Regions from separate parts of the Callithrix jacchus genome. Here region 2 is linked to region 1. A link is a contact called in public Hi-C data. All regions are on one chromosome and are shown on one strand. Each heading gives the region's core, a stretch centred on a gene start, on an enhancer-like site or on the middle of the called end of the contact. The rest is flanking DNA. Distances are from core to core; before and after follow the strand shown. Region 1 has its middle 24 kb from the start of PTTG1. Region 2 has its middle 93 kb from the start of PTTG1.

Region 1 (6,167 bases), core at 1,277-3,776:
AGGGCCACCAAATAACTTCCCCAGTGGATTACTTCCAGGAAGTCCGTTTCATTTTTGAAAAACTTTAGGAATTACCACAGTAACATATAAATTATGGTCCAGACACTATGGTAAGCAATTAGCATGCATGTAATAGTTTGATCACTATACAGATAAATAGCATTATTGTTCCTATTTTATAGACAAGGAAACCGAAGTCAAAGAGGGTCAGTGATCTGCTGAAAGTTACAAAACTAGAAGGCAGAGCAATGATTTAAACCCAGGTTTCTTGGACTCCAGGGTCTAAGTGGCTGGTTCTTCCGAGAGGTTGAATTGCCTCTAAGGGACGGGGTGTTAGTTGGGATTTTGGAGAATCTGCAGTTTTCCCTGTCCCCTTCAAAAGTTGTAGGCATACAAAAAAGAGGATGTCCTGCTAAGGACTGTATCTCCTTCCAATAAGTATCAGTACTTCTAATGGTCTTAGACCATTAGATCCTGAAGAATTACAGAGATTATTTCCTCCAACCTCTTCGTTTCATAGACAAGGACTGCGAGGTCCAGGGAGGGCAAGCAACCAGTGCAGGGCACACAGCTAGAAAGCAGTTCCTCGACTCCAGCCCAGGAAGCTGTCCACCATGCCACTGTCTCCGTGGGGGGAGACACTGTGATCACTGGTATACAGGAGATGATTTTAGGGGGAGACAGATAAAACTTTAAATAGTGTTGCTCCTAAAAGTGGTTCTGCCATTCTATCCAGGAATCACACTACTGGGTACCCAGCCAAAGGAAGTCATTATATGAAAGAGACACTTGCACACTCATGTTTATAGCATCACAGTTCACAATTATAAGAATATGGAACCAACCTAAATGCCCATCAACCAACGAGTGGATGAAGAAAATGTGGTATGTATACCCCATGGAATAGTACTCAGCCATAAAAAGGAACAAAATAATGGTATTTGCAGCAACCTGGATGAAGTTGGAGACCATGATTCTAAGTGAAGTAACTCAGGCATGGAAAACCAGACATCCTGTGTTCTCACTCATAAGTGGGAGCTAAGCTGTGAGGATGCAAAGGCCTAAGAATGACACAATGGACTTTGGGGATGCTGAGGGGAAGGGTGGGGTGGTGAGGGATAAAAGACTGCACATTGGGTACAGTGTACACTGCTCCAGTGAGGGTGCACCAAAATCTCAGAAATCACCGCTAAAGACCTTATCCATGCAACCAAATACCACCTGTTCCCCAAAAGCTATTGAAATGTAAAAATAAAAATAAATAGTTGAGGCCGGGCGCGGTGGCTCAAGCCTGTAATCCCAGCACTTTGGGAGGCCGAGGCGGGTGGATCACGAGGTCGAGAGATCAAAACCATCCTGGTCAACATGGTGAAACCCCGTCTCTACTAAAAATACAAAAAATTAGCTGGGCATGGTGGCGCGTGCCTGTAATCCCAGCTACTCGGGAGGCTGAGGCAGGAGAATTGCCTGAACCCAGGAGGCGGAGGTTGCGGTGAGCCGAGATCGCGCCATTGCACTCCAGCCTGGGTAGCAACAAGAGAGAAACTCTGTCTCAAAAAAAAAAAAATCGTTGATTGACATCATGTGAAAACTATTTCCTTCTCACTTTTCCTTTAGTCTTTCTGATTACTTTAAGGATAGTCTCAGTTCAGTGATAATATATCTTTAACAGCTTTCCTTAAATGTTCTTTAAGAAACTTTTTAAGAGAGAGAATGGATCCTTGGTGGAAAGCCATATCGGTATCAGCAAGAACTTAGCACCATTGCTTTCTTCTTTTTTCTTGGCTACCCTCCAATTATGTCAAGTGATGCAAGTTTTCCATTGACACATTAAAGTTTCCATTTAAATACATGTATTTAGGTTAAAGAAAAATTGAGTTGATTTAAAGAAAAATATTAAATGAATACTGGTCACTCACTGACTATAATACAACAAATTTTTAAGCAATATTAGTGAAAATAAAGATGCTACTTCATAATCACTTTGTAAGCAAATTAGTAAGCAAACTAACATTTTAAAGCATGTGACTAGAAACCTATCACACTAACATGGGGGTCAGCCCCACGCTCTGCGACTTCATCGCATCACTCCCCACCACAACCCCCTGTACCGCTCAGGGGACCTCAGGAGGAGTCTAACAGGGCAATTCCGGTGGAAGGGGAAGCAGCCAAGGCCAACAGGGAGGGGGACTGACTGCGAGCAGATTTCAGTAGGGAAAGGGGTATGCTGCCCCCTAGCGGACAGTTTGGAAATTAGCCTGGCACCTTTTTGTCCTGTGGTGTAGGCAGACAAGCCTTTCCAAAACGTCTCCTTTGCATTGTAAGCGGACATGTAAGCATAGGCACACGCTGCCTGTGAATATCACTTCAGGGTAGTACAGGAGGTGTTCCAAAATGCTTCATACATGAAAGGACTTTTATGTCTGATAAGGGTGAGAACTACTGTCCTACAGCAGCAAGACCCGGTGCTCCCTGCTTTACTTACAGCCAGGGAAGGACAAGCTCCTATGTAGACCGCTTCGTGGTACCCAGTGTACCTTCTAGCTGGATGTTGCAAAAGTTACTTAACCAATCATAGCCCAAGTTTCCTGCCGACAATAATGAATGCACATGCATACCCACACCCCAAGGCATTGCTCTGAGAGTCCAAAGGTCTATGCGTGTGAGGCACTTAGCACGGATCTGGCAGTAAGTAAGCACTAATCAATGTCAGGTGGTGGCGATAATAGCGTTCTCCCTTCCACCAGCCTCTCCACCCCAGTTTTATTGAAAGACAGACAGAGACAGAGACAGAGACAGACGAGAGACAGGAGAGACAGACGAGAGAGAGAGAGAGCGAGCGAGAGAGAGAGAGAGAGAGAGAGAGAAAGAGAGAGAGAGAGAACGATCAGGATTTTCAGGCAAAACTTACCACACCCATCAAGCTGAGGAAATCCTAAAGACATCAAATCTTAAGTTACCACTCACTCATCTCAGCTGAAAGAACATTTCCAAATTAGAGGAAGCTGCGAATGACTGGCTGAGAAGACAGGAGGTGCCCTCTAGTGGCATGGTTACAGTAGCTTGGGAGGAAAGGCGATGTAGTGTCATTTTCAAAGGGAAGGTCAAAAGCAGTTGTTAAACTGAAGCAGGAGGCAATGATGCTTCAAAGATGCAAGGGGAATTTACCATCTTCTCTGTGGACCATCGAAGATGGTCTTTAAGATCTGACCTTACCCAAGAACAAGTGATGTGCTGAAGGTCAGATCAGTTAATAAAGGGTGGAGCTGGGAATTGAACCCAAAGGTGCTAATTACAAATCCAGAAATCTTGCCCTTGACAAAAAACTACTTACCAGTAGGAGCTGTAGCTTGTGTCATTTTACATCCTTCAAAGCAGGAACCACAGGGTTTTTTATACATTGATGCAGTATTCAATAAATTACTTGATGAAATAATATTTATGAAATGATTGTTTGTGAAATAATGAATAATATATTGTTTCATGTGTTGCTCACAATAACTGTATGAAATAGCCTAGTTTACTGATAAGGAAATTAAGTCTCTAGTCAAGTAACTTGCCTAAGATCATGATTCGAACCAAGCATGCTCACTCCAGAGCCTGGGTGCTTACCCACGAGACATGCAGCTCTCAAACTGATCTCAGGATTCCTTTACAGTCTGAGTTTTTGTTGTTGTTGTCATGTTGTTTGTCGAAATTGTGTTTTACTATGCTCAAGCAATCCTCCCACTTCAGCCTCCCATAGCGCTGGGATTACAGATGCAAGCCACCTTGCCTGGCTTCCTTTACAGTCTTAAAAAATCATTAAGGATGAAAAAGAGTTTTTGTTTATCAGGATTATACCTATCATATTTATAGTTTTAGAAATTAAAGCTGAGGAATTTAAAATCTATTTATTTAAACATTACCATAATAACCCAATTAATTCACAAATTCTTTATAAAAAATAACTATTTTTCTAAACCAAAAAAAAACCCCCACATTTAGATGATTAACATGACATTGTTTTATATTCCTGAGAATCTCTACTAACTGGCTTAAGACATCTGATTTCTCATATCTGCTTATTCATTTGCTATAATACCACATATGGAATAGCTTCTGGAAAACTCCACCATATATTTGTGAAAGAATTAAAATTAAAAAGGCAAATAACATCCTGGCACTATTCTCGAAGTGAATTTGATGTCGCATACCCCTAAAAGGTCTTGGGGAACCCTGGTATGCCCAGGCACCCTTTGAAGCACTGGTATACAATATGCTGTCCATAGGGCAAATGAACAAAGGGCTCTCCCCGCTGAGAGTCACATCTCCAAGGAGTTCATTCCACCTGTACTACATTGTTCTTAGTGACTTCACAAACTCATTTCAACCTCTTTATGTTTTACATTCTTGCTCTTTTCCTGGCAATTGCATGTCCTTGAAGGCAACTCTTTCTTCCTGTGTTCTAGATGCAGCCAGCCATCAGGGTAGTGATGGGCCCCAAAACAGAATCTTTCAAGCAATAAAGAGGGGCTCTGCTATGATCCTAGATGCCTCTATGTCAAGACCAAAGAGCATAATCTATTTGTATTAGTCTGTTCTCACACTGCTATGAAGAAATACCCAAGACCGAGGAAAGGAAAGGAAAGAGGTTATAAAGGAAAGAGGTTTAATTGGCTCACAGTTCCTCAGGGCTGGGGAGACCTCAGGACACTCAAAATCATGAAGGAAAGGGAAGCAAACACATCCTTCTTCATGTGGTGGCAGCAAGACATGCAGAGCGAAGGTAGGGAAAATCCCCTTAAAAAACCATCAGATCTTGTGAGAACTCACTGTCATGAGAACAGGATGGAGGTAACCACCCCCATGATTCAACTACCTCCCACCAGGCCCCTCCTACAACACGTGGGGATTATGGGAACTACAATTCAAGATAGGATTCTGGTGGGGACACAGCCAAACTATATCACTATGTGTTCCTATTATTCCATTTCTAGAGAAAAGAACTTCTTAAAAATTCTCACAGGCAGTAAGACTTAACCTGGTATGAGGGGAGCAGCGCAGTGCCAGGGCCTCAGGGCAGATGATTGGGGCCTGCACAGCTGCAGCATTAAGCAAAGAGAGGGAAGCCAGGCTCCCGGCTCCAGAAACTAAAAAGAAGAGGAGGTGATACATATTTTCCTAAAATAATATGAGGAAATACCCACGTGTATTAAAAATAAAAGAACCTGCCAGGCGCAGTGACTCACGCCTATAATCCCAGCACTTTGGGAGGCTGAGGCAGGTGGATCACGAGGTCAAGAGATCAAGACCATCCTGGTCAACAAGGTGAAACCCCCTCTCTACTAAAAATACAAAAATTAGCTGGGCATGGTGGGGCACACCTGTAGTCCCAGCTACTCAGGAGGCTGAGGCAGGAGAATTGCCTGAACCCAGGAGGTGGAGGTCGCAGTGCGCCGAGATCGTGCCAGCCTGGGTAATAACAATGAAACTCTGTCCCAAAAAAAAAAAGAAGAAGAAAATAATAAAAAATAAAAGAACCTCTTGCTTATACAGCATAAATTCTGAAAATCTTCTAATCGAAAGCCAATGCATCTGCTGTCTAGACTTGAATATGGACAATATTAGCAGAACAGTAAAAAGAATACTCCACCTGAAGAACAAAGCCTTTAAAAGAAGATGCAGGAGGGATCCAAGATGGCCGAATAGGAACAGTTCTGGAGCGCAGTTCCCAGACAGAACAACGCAGAGGGTGAGTGAACACCGCATTTGAAAACGAGTTATTACTGTCCACAGACCAAGAGATTCCCAGGCTGAAAAGCACCATGAGTTTCCAGCACGGCTGTTTCAGCCAGCGCAGTGGGTCTCTGCACAAAAACTCACACAAATCTGGGCAGCCATTTCAACTGGCACCTGGAACACCTGGGGGACAGAGCCACCCATTCAACTGAAAAAAAAAGAAGGTTGATAAAGGGAGCCAGGTGATCTGGCTCAGCGGATCCCACCCCCACAAAGACTAGCAATCTGAAATGCTCTGGATTGAGAGTTTCACAGCAAGCGCAGCTGGACCCGGGATGGTCCAGCTCTGGTGGAGGGAAGGGCATCTGCCATTATCAAGGCAGTCAACCACTACCGAGGCAGTCCACCATTACTGAGACAGTCTACCATTAGCCAGGCAGTCCGCC
Region 2 (6,167 bases), core at 935-3,434, 69 kb before region 1:
GGTGTTCCTGCCCCCTAGTGGCAACAAACTTTACTACAGTCACATTCACCGGCAGACAACAAATCAAACGAAGTTAGATTTGAGAGGATAGCACTTTTCAAGAAGGATAAAGACAACCCACATCTTTCTCTTTAAAAGCAGAACCTCGTTATCATGGGAATGATGTTTAATCTCACACACAAAAACGCGACTAATTAGTCTTTAGCCAGAAACGGATCTTAACTTAGGCATCAAAGTTCCAGGGTTGGAAAATAGATTATATAACTGTCTTAGGGAGTCATGGGGATAAGGGGAACTCAGGGAATCTATAAAGCAGGAACAGAAAGACTTAAAGTGGCAAAAGAGAGGGACATTGGCAGATGGTGCCCCCTGCCAACACTGGCATGAATTAATTCAAAGTCCTGCCTTCCCCTTTCCCCAGCTTTGAAGGTTCAGTCCCCTAGTCTCCAACCCTACCTCCCTTTGCTCAGCTAACTCCTGCCCCTTCCGCTGGTCTCAGCTCAAGGCTTCCTTCAACTCTGAAAATGAGATGGACCCTCGTCTTATGCTCTCATGGTATGGGAAACTTTCTCAGCATAAGACTTTTTCACGGTCCTTAGTTTTATGTATCTCTGGATTTTTCATTTCCACAGTAAAGTATTATATAAGTTCCATGAGGTTAGGCACTTAGTCTCCCTTATTGACCATTGAATCTGTGCCCCCAAAATAGTGCTTAGCATGTAGGACGCGCTCAATTAGTGTTGTTTAATGAAATTAATATAAGTGTTGGTTAGGTGCGTTACATTTGTTTGCAGATTGAACAAACGGATCTTGTCTCAATGGAGAAAACAGGCAAACTCTACCTAGGGTCTGTCTTTTTTGTACACACTGAGGACAGACACTTTCCTTGGACATCATTGCAAATGCTCACCATCACCCTGGGGTGAGTAGTTGAGCAGGGGTCTTTACCGTAATTACACTTTTTGATCATGAGCATCCATAGGCTCAGCTTTTGTCCATGCAAAGGTAACAAAATCTGCATGAAAACAGAGAACTGAAGGACAGGTAGGTTGAGAGATTTTGAGGACCTCAAGAGACCTGACCTTCAGAGCTGCCTCTCTGTGTGACCTTGGATGCTACCTTCCTGCACTGGGTCTCCATGCTTTCATTTGTAAAGGAAGGAGCTTGAGGTATGTTACATCAAAGTCGTGGTTTTCTGGTATCAGAAACCTCAACTGAAACTGGCTTAAAGTTAAAAAAAAAAAAAATGTAATCTATTGCTCATGAAACTGCAAAGCCGTGGTTTCAGGGTTGACTCAATCTATATCATCCAAGCCTGGCTTCTCTTCTCCATCCATCAGCTCTGCTTCCCTTTGTGTTCACTCTACTTGTAGGCAAGTTCCTTCTCTGTAAGGGTCTCTGGTAGCTCCAGGCTTTCATCCATCAGCAGGAAAACAAAGGGCTCTCTCTCTGTCTCTCAGACTCAGAACTGCACCTCAGCTGTGCCTTTTGGGCCATATACTCATTCATGCGCCAATCTGAGTGGTCAGGGGAAATTCTTGGCTCCACGTGAATCACAGAAACACCACCCAGAGGCTAAGCTCCATGAGAGTAATGAGGAAGCACTCTCAGAATGCCGGGGAAGAGGTGCTACACACACCTACACAACCATGGTACTGCAAGAGTCAGTGAGCTTTAAAGACGCTTCTAGCCTTTTTTTACCTTGTCGTGACTCTGAGGTTTGATGCCAGGGAAAGGGAAGGGAGAATAAAGTCATATACACTCTCTAGAGTTAGTCCAACCCCAAACCTTTCAAGAAACCTAAATGCCAAATAACACTTGTCACCCATTCTGAAGGGGGAAACGGGGTGACAGCAGCAGCCCTAGAAAGCAAATGATGACTTTGACCCTCCAGAAGCCACGGGGCATGAAAATGAATGACATTTTTATAATGCCACAAAAATGGAACATTTCTATTTCCCAAAATGATAGTGAGATTCATTTTTAAAAAGAAAGAAAGAAAGAAAAGAAAAGAAAACATTATTAAACTTTCCCTTTCACTGCTTCTTTGTATCTCTGGTTGAAATGGAGCAGGATGCAGGTTGCCATGGTGACGGCTGAATTTTAAATAACAGGGCTCAGGCGCACTGGCTGTTGGCTGTACCGCCCCAGGCAGGAAGCAGTGATGGGGAGGAGAGCGGCAGAGGCTGAGTGAGAAAGGGAAGAAAGCTGCTGAGCTCATCCCAGGACACTGTCACTTCAACTTGTTTTCCTTGCACTGAGGAAAAGGTCCAAGAACTACGGACTCTCCTGCTTCTTCATAAAATGAGGGAGGGTGGGAGCCCAAATGCATAAGAACAGAACCTGAGAAGTCACCTTGTCCCTCCCCTGCCGATTCTCTCTTATGACAAATGGATTTCTCCTACACTTACACCCCTTCCCACGAACAATGGGTCCAGCTCACCCAAGTTTTAGACAGGATACTGGAAATCTGTCCCTAAGAAAAACACCTGAAGAGCTAGAGATACAAAGGGCAAGAGTCCAAAGGATTTTTAAGTGATAGAGTAATTTGCGGTTCAAAGCCCAGAAGCTATCAATTTACAAAGCCCTAGCCACCTATTCCAGTTCTGCTCCTCTCTCTAGAACCGTCCAAGACTGAAATTGAGAGGTTCAGGAAGTGGTGGGTTCTCTACAACTGACATATCCAAGCCAACATCAGCCAGTGAGGAGCTGCCTGGCAGGGGGTTGTTCAAATCGTTTCAGGCTCCAGAATCACGGTCCCGTGGGGGCAGCTCAGAGAATCAATGCGGCAGCAGACCAAGTCTTTCACCCTGTACTCTTCCACATTCCCAGGCCAGGGAAGAGAGAGACCAGAGGCAGAAGCTGGAGGAACCACCAGTTGGGGAGCCCAGAACTCTGCTGTGATGCCTACATGCTCATGGGGACCAGCTCTAACAGGACACAGTCTCTTCTCAACTGCCTTCACTGTTGTCCAAGCAGACCCCAAAAAGGACTTGTGTTCTCGGCCTGCCCTGTTCCTTATGTCCCGGCCAAGATGGCAGGCAGCCAAGGCCACTCTCTGTTTGCCAGGGAAAAGCTTCTAAATGTTAAATACTAATACTAATAGTAATAATAATAATAAACACAAAGATTTTTCTTTTCTTTTTCTTTTTTCTTTTTTTTTCTTTTTTTGAGACAAAGTCTCACTCCACCACGAGGCACCAGGCTGCAGTGCAGTGGCACGATCTCAGCTCACTGCAACCTCCACCTCCCGGGTTCAAGCAATTCTCCTGCCTCAGCCTCCCAAGTAGCTGGGACTACAGGCGTGCACCACCACACCCAGCTAATTTTTTTGTATTTTTAGTAGAGGCTGGGTTTCACCATGTTGGCCAGGATGGTCTCGATCTCTTGACCTCGTGATCTGCCCACCTCAGCCTCCCGAAGTGCTGGGATTACAGGCTTGAGCCACTGCACCTGGCCTCTTTTTTTTTTTTAAACAGAGTCTTGCCTTGTAACCCAAGCTGGAGTGCAGTGCCGCAATCTTGGCTCACTGCAACCTCCGCCTCCCGGGTTCAAGCAATTCTCCTGCCTCAGCCTCCCCAGAAGCTGGAATTATAGGCACATGCCACCATGCCTGGCTAATTTTTTTAGAGATGGGGTTTCACCATGTTGGCCAGGCTGGTCTTGAACCCCTGACCACATTGTGATTGACCCACCTCCACCTCCCAAAGTGCTAGGATTACAGGCATGAGCCACTGCACCCAGCCAACACAAAGATTTTTCCTCATGGCTGGGAAAGTGGCAGAATTACTGAAGCTGAACACCTCTGACATTTCCCCAGAAACCGAGTGAGCAGAGGCCCCAGGAGAGAAGAGAAAAGCCAAAGAGACAGGGTCCCTGGGCCTGTGACCTGCACCCCTGGGACCTGTCCTTGCTCCAGGCCTGACAATGGGCAGCTTGGGCCCTGGGATTCCCCATCAGTATTCCCCAGGAAGGTCAGGACCGTCAGAGAAATGACAGCATCTTAGGAAGGAGATAAAAGCCAGAGGAAGAGAAGGGACAGTAGTCTTCTCTGGTGAGAAGGCTACCACCAGGCCTCCTGTCTGTGCCTTCTCACACAGAGTCAGGAACTCCAAGGTCCCGGATCTGAGAAAGCAGAGAAACACCACTGGCCTGGGCCTGCCATCCACGCTGCCTGGGACCCAGTGGCCTCTCTTTCCAAGTGCAAGCTCAGCTCCCACACCACCACTGCTGCCCCCAGAGCCTCCAGAGTCATCCTTGCTCACCTGCCCCTACACACACACACACACAAACACACCACCACACCACACACACACACATACACCCCACATGCCCCATACATACTCCATACACATACCCGAAACACACACATACACAAACATATACCCCACCCTCCCCACACATACCCCAACACACACCCCACACTCACACATATACACACACATATACCCCCAACACCCCACACATATCCTATATACATACATATAAACACATACAACCTCCACGCCCTACACATACCCCAACACACACCCCACACACACATATACACACATACACCCCCACACCCCACACATACCCCAACACACACCCCACACAAACATATACACACATATATACCCCACACACCCCCACACACATATACCCCACACACCCCATACATACCCCATACACACACCCCACACTCACATACATATACCCCACACTCCCCACACATACCCCATACACACGCCCCACACACATATACACACATACACACCCCTCGCCCCACATATACCCTATACACACACCCCCACACACATATACACACACATATACCCCACACTCCCCACACATACTCCATACACACACGCCCCACACACATATACACACATATACCCCACACTCCCCACAAATACCCCATACACACACCACACACACATATACACACATACACCCCCCTCGCCCCACACATACCCTATATACACACCCCACACACATACACACACATGTACCCCACACTCCCCATACATACCCCATACACACACCACACACACACACATACACACACGTACCCCACACTTCCCACACATACCCCATACACACACCCCACACACACATATACTCCACACTCCCCACACATACCCCATACACACACCCCACACACACATACACACACATATACTCCACACTCCCCACACATACCCTATACGCACACCCCACACACACATATATACCCCACACTCCCCACACATACCCCAACACACACCCCACACACACATATACCCCACACTCCCCACACATATCCCATACATACACCCGACACACATATACACACATACACCCCCCTCGCCTCACACATACCCTATACACACACACCACAAACACATATACACACACATATACCCCACACTCTCCACACATACCCCATACACAAACCCCACACACACATATACACACACATATACCCCACACTCCCCATACATACCCCATCACACACCCCACACACATATACACACATACACCCCCCTCGCCCCACACATACCATATACACACACCCCACACACACATATACACACACATATACCCCACATGCCCCACACATACCCCATACACACACCCCACACACACACATGCCCCACACTCCCCACACATACCCCATACATACACCTCACACAGACATATACACACACATATACCCCACACTCCCCACACATACCCATACACACACCCCACACACACATATACACACACATATACCCCACACTCCCCACACATACCCCATACATATCCCCACACACACCCCCTGTGAACACACATTTCACACACCCCACACACATATACCATACACATCCTACACACACACACCCCATACATATTCCCCCTACACACCCTGCAAAAACACACCCCACACACACATACACCACACACATCCACACACACTCCACATACCCAACACACTCCACACACACATAAACCACACACACACCTCTCACACACACCACACATGCATCCCTCATACTCCACACACAAATACACCACACACACATCCTGAAACCCCACACATATATACATCACACATACATACACCACACACGCATCCATCATACTCCACACACAAATACACCACACACACATCCTGAAACCCCACACATACATACATCACACATACATACACCACACACGCATAC

The links. Hi-C and Micro-C count contacts between places; a contact is called where the count stands out from the background.
Region 2: a contact with region 1 is called in a Hi-C map of skeletal muscle, with 7 times the contacts expected there. The contact joins two enhancer-like sites. A contact is called at or near these places in 2 of 3 Hi-C or Micro-C datasets (induced pluripotent stem cells and skeletal muscle).

The regions. Positions count from the first base shown.
Region 1 is chr2:23,255,455-23,261,621 of calJac240_pri, reverse strand. No RefSeq gene overlaps it. Among named protein-coding and RNA genes, the nearest start is that of PTTG1, 24 kb to the right of the region's middle. Within about 2 kb of position 2,526, at least 8 of the 16 cell types and tissues checked have an H3K27ac peak or open chromatin away from gene starts, as enhancers often do.
Region 2 is chr2:23,324,523-23,330,689 of calJac240_pri, reverse strand. No RefSeq gene overlaps it. Among named protein-coding and RNA genes, the nearest start is that of PTTG1, 93 kb to the right of the region's middle. Within about 2 kb of position 2,184, at least 4 of the 16 cell types and tissues checked have an H3K27ac peak or open chromatin away from gene starts, as enhancers often do.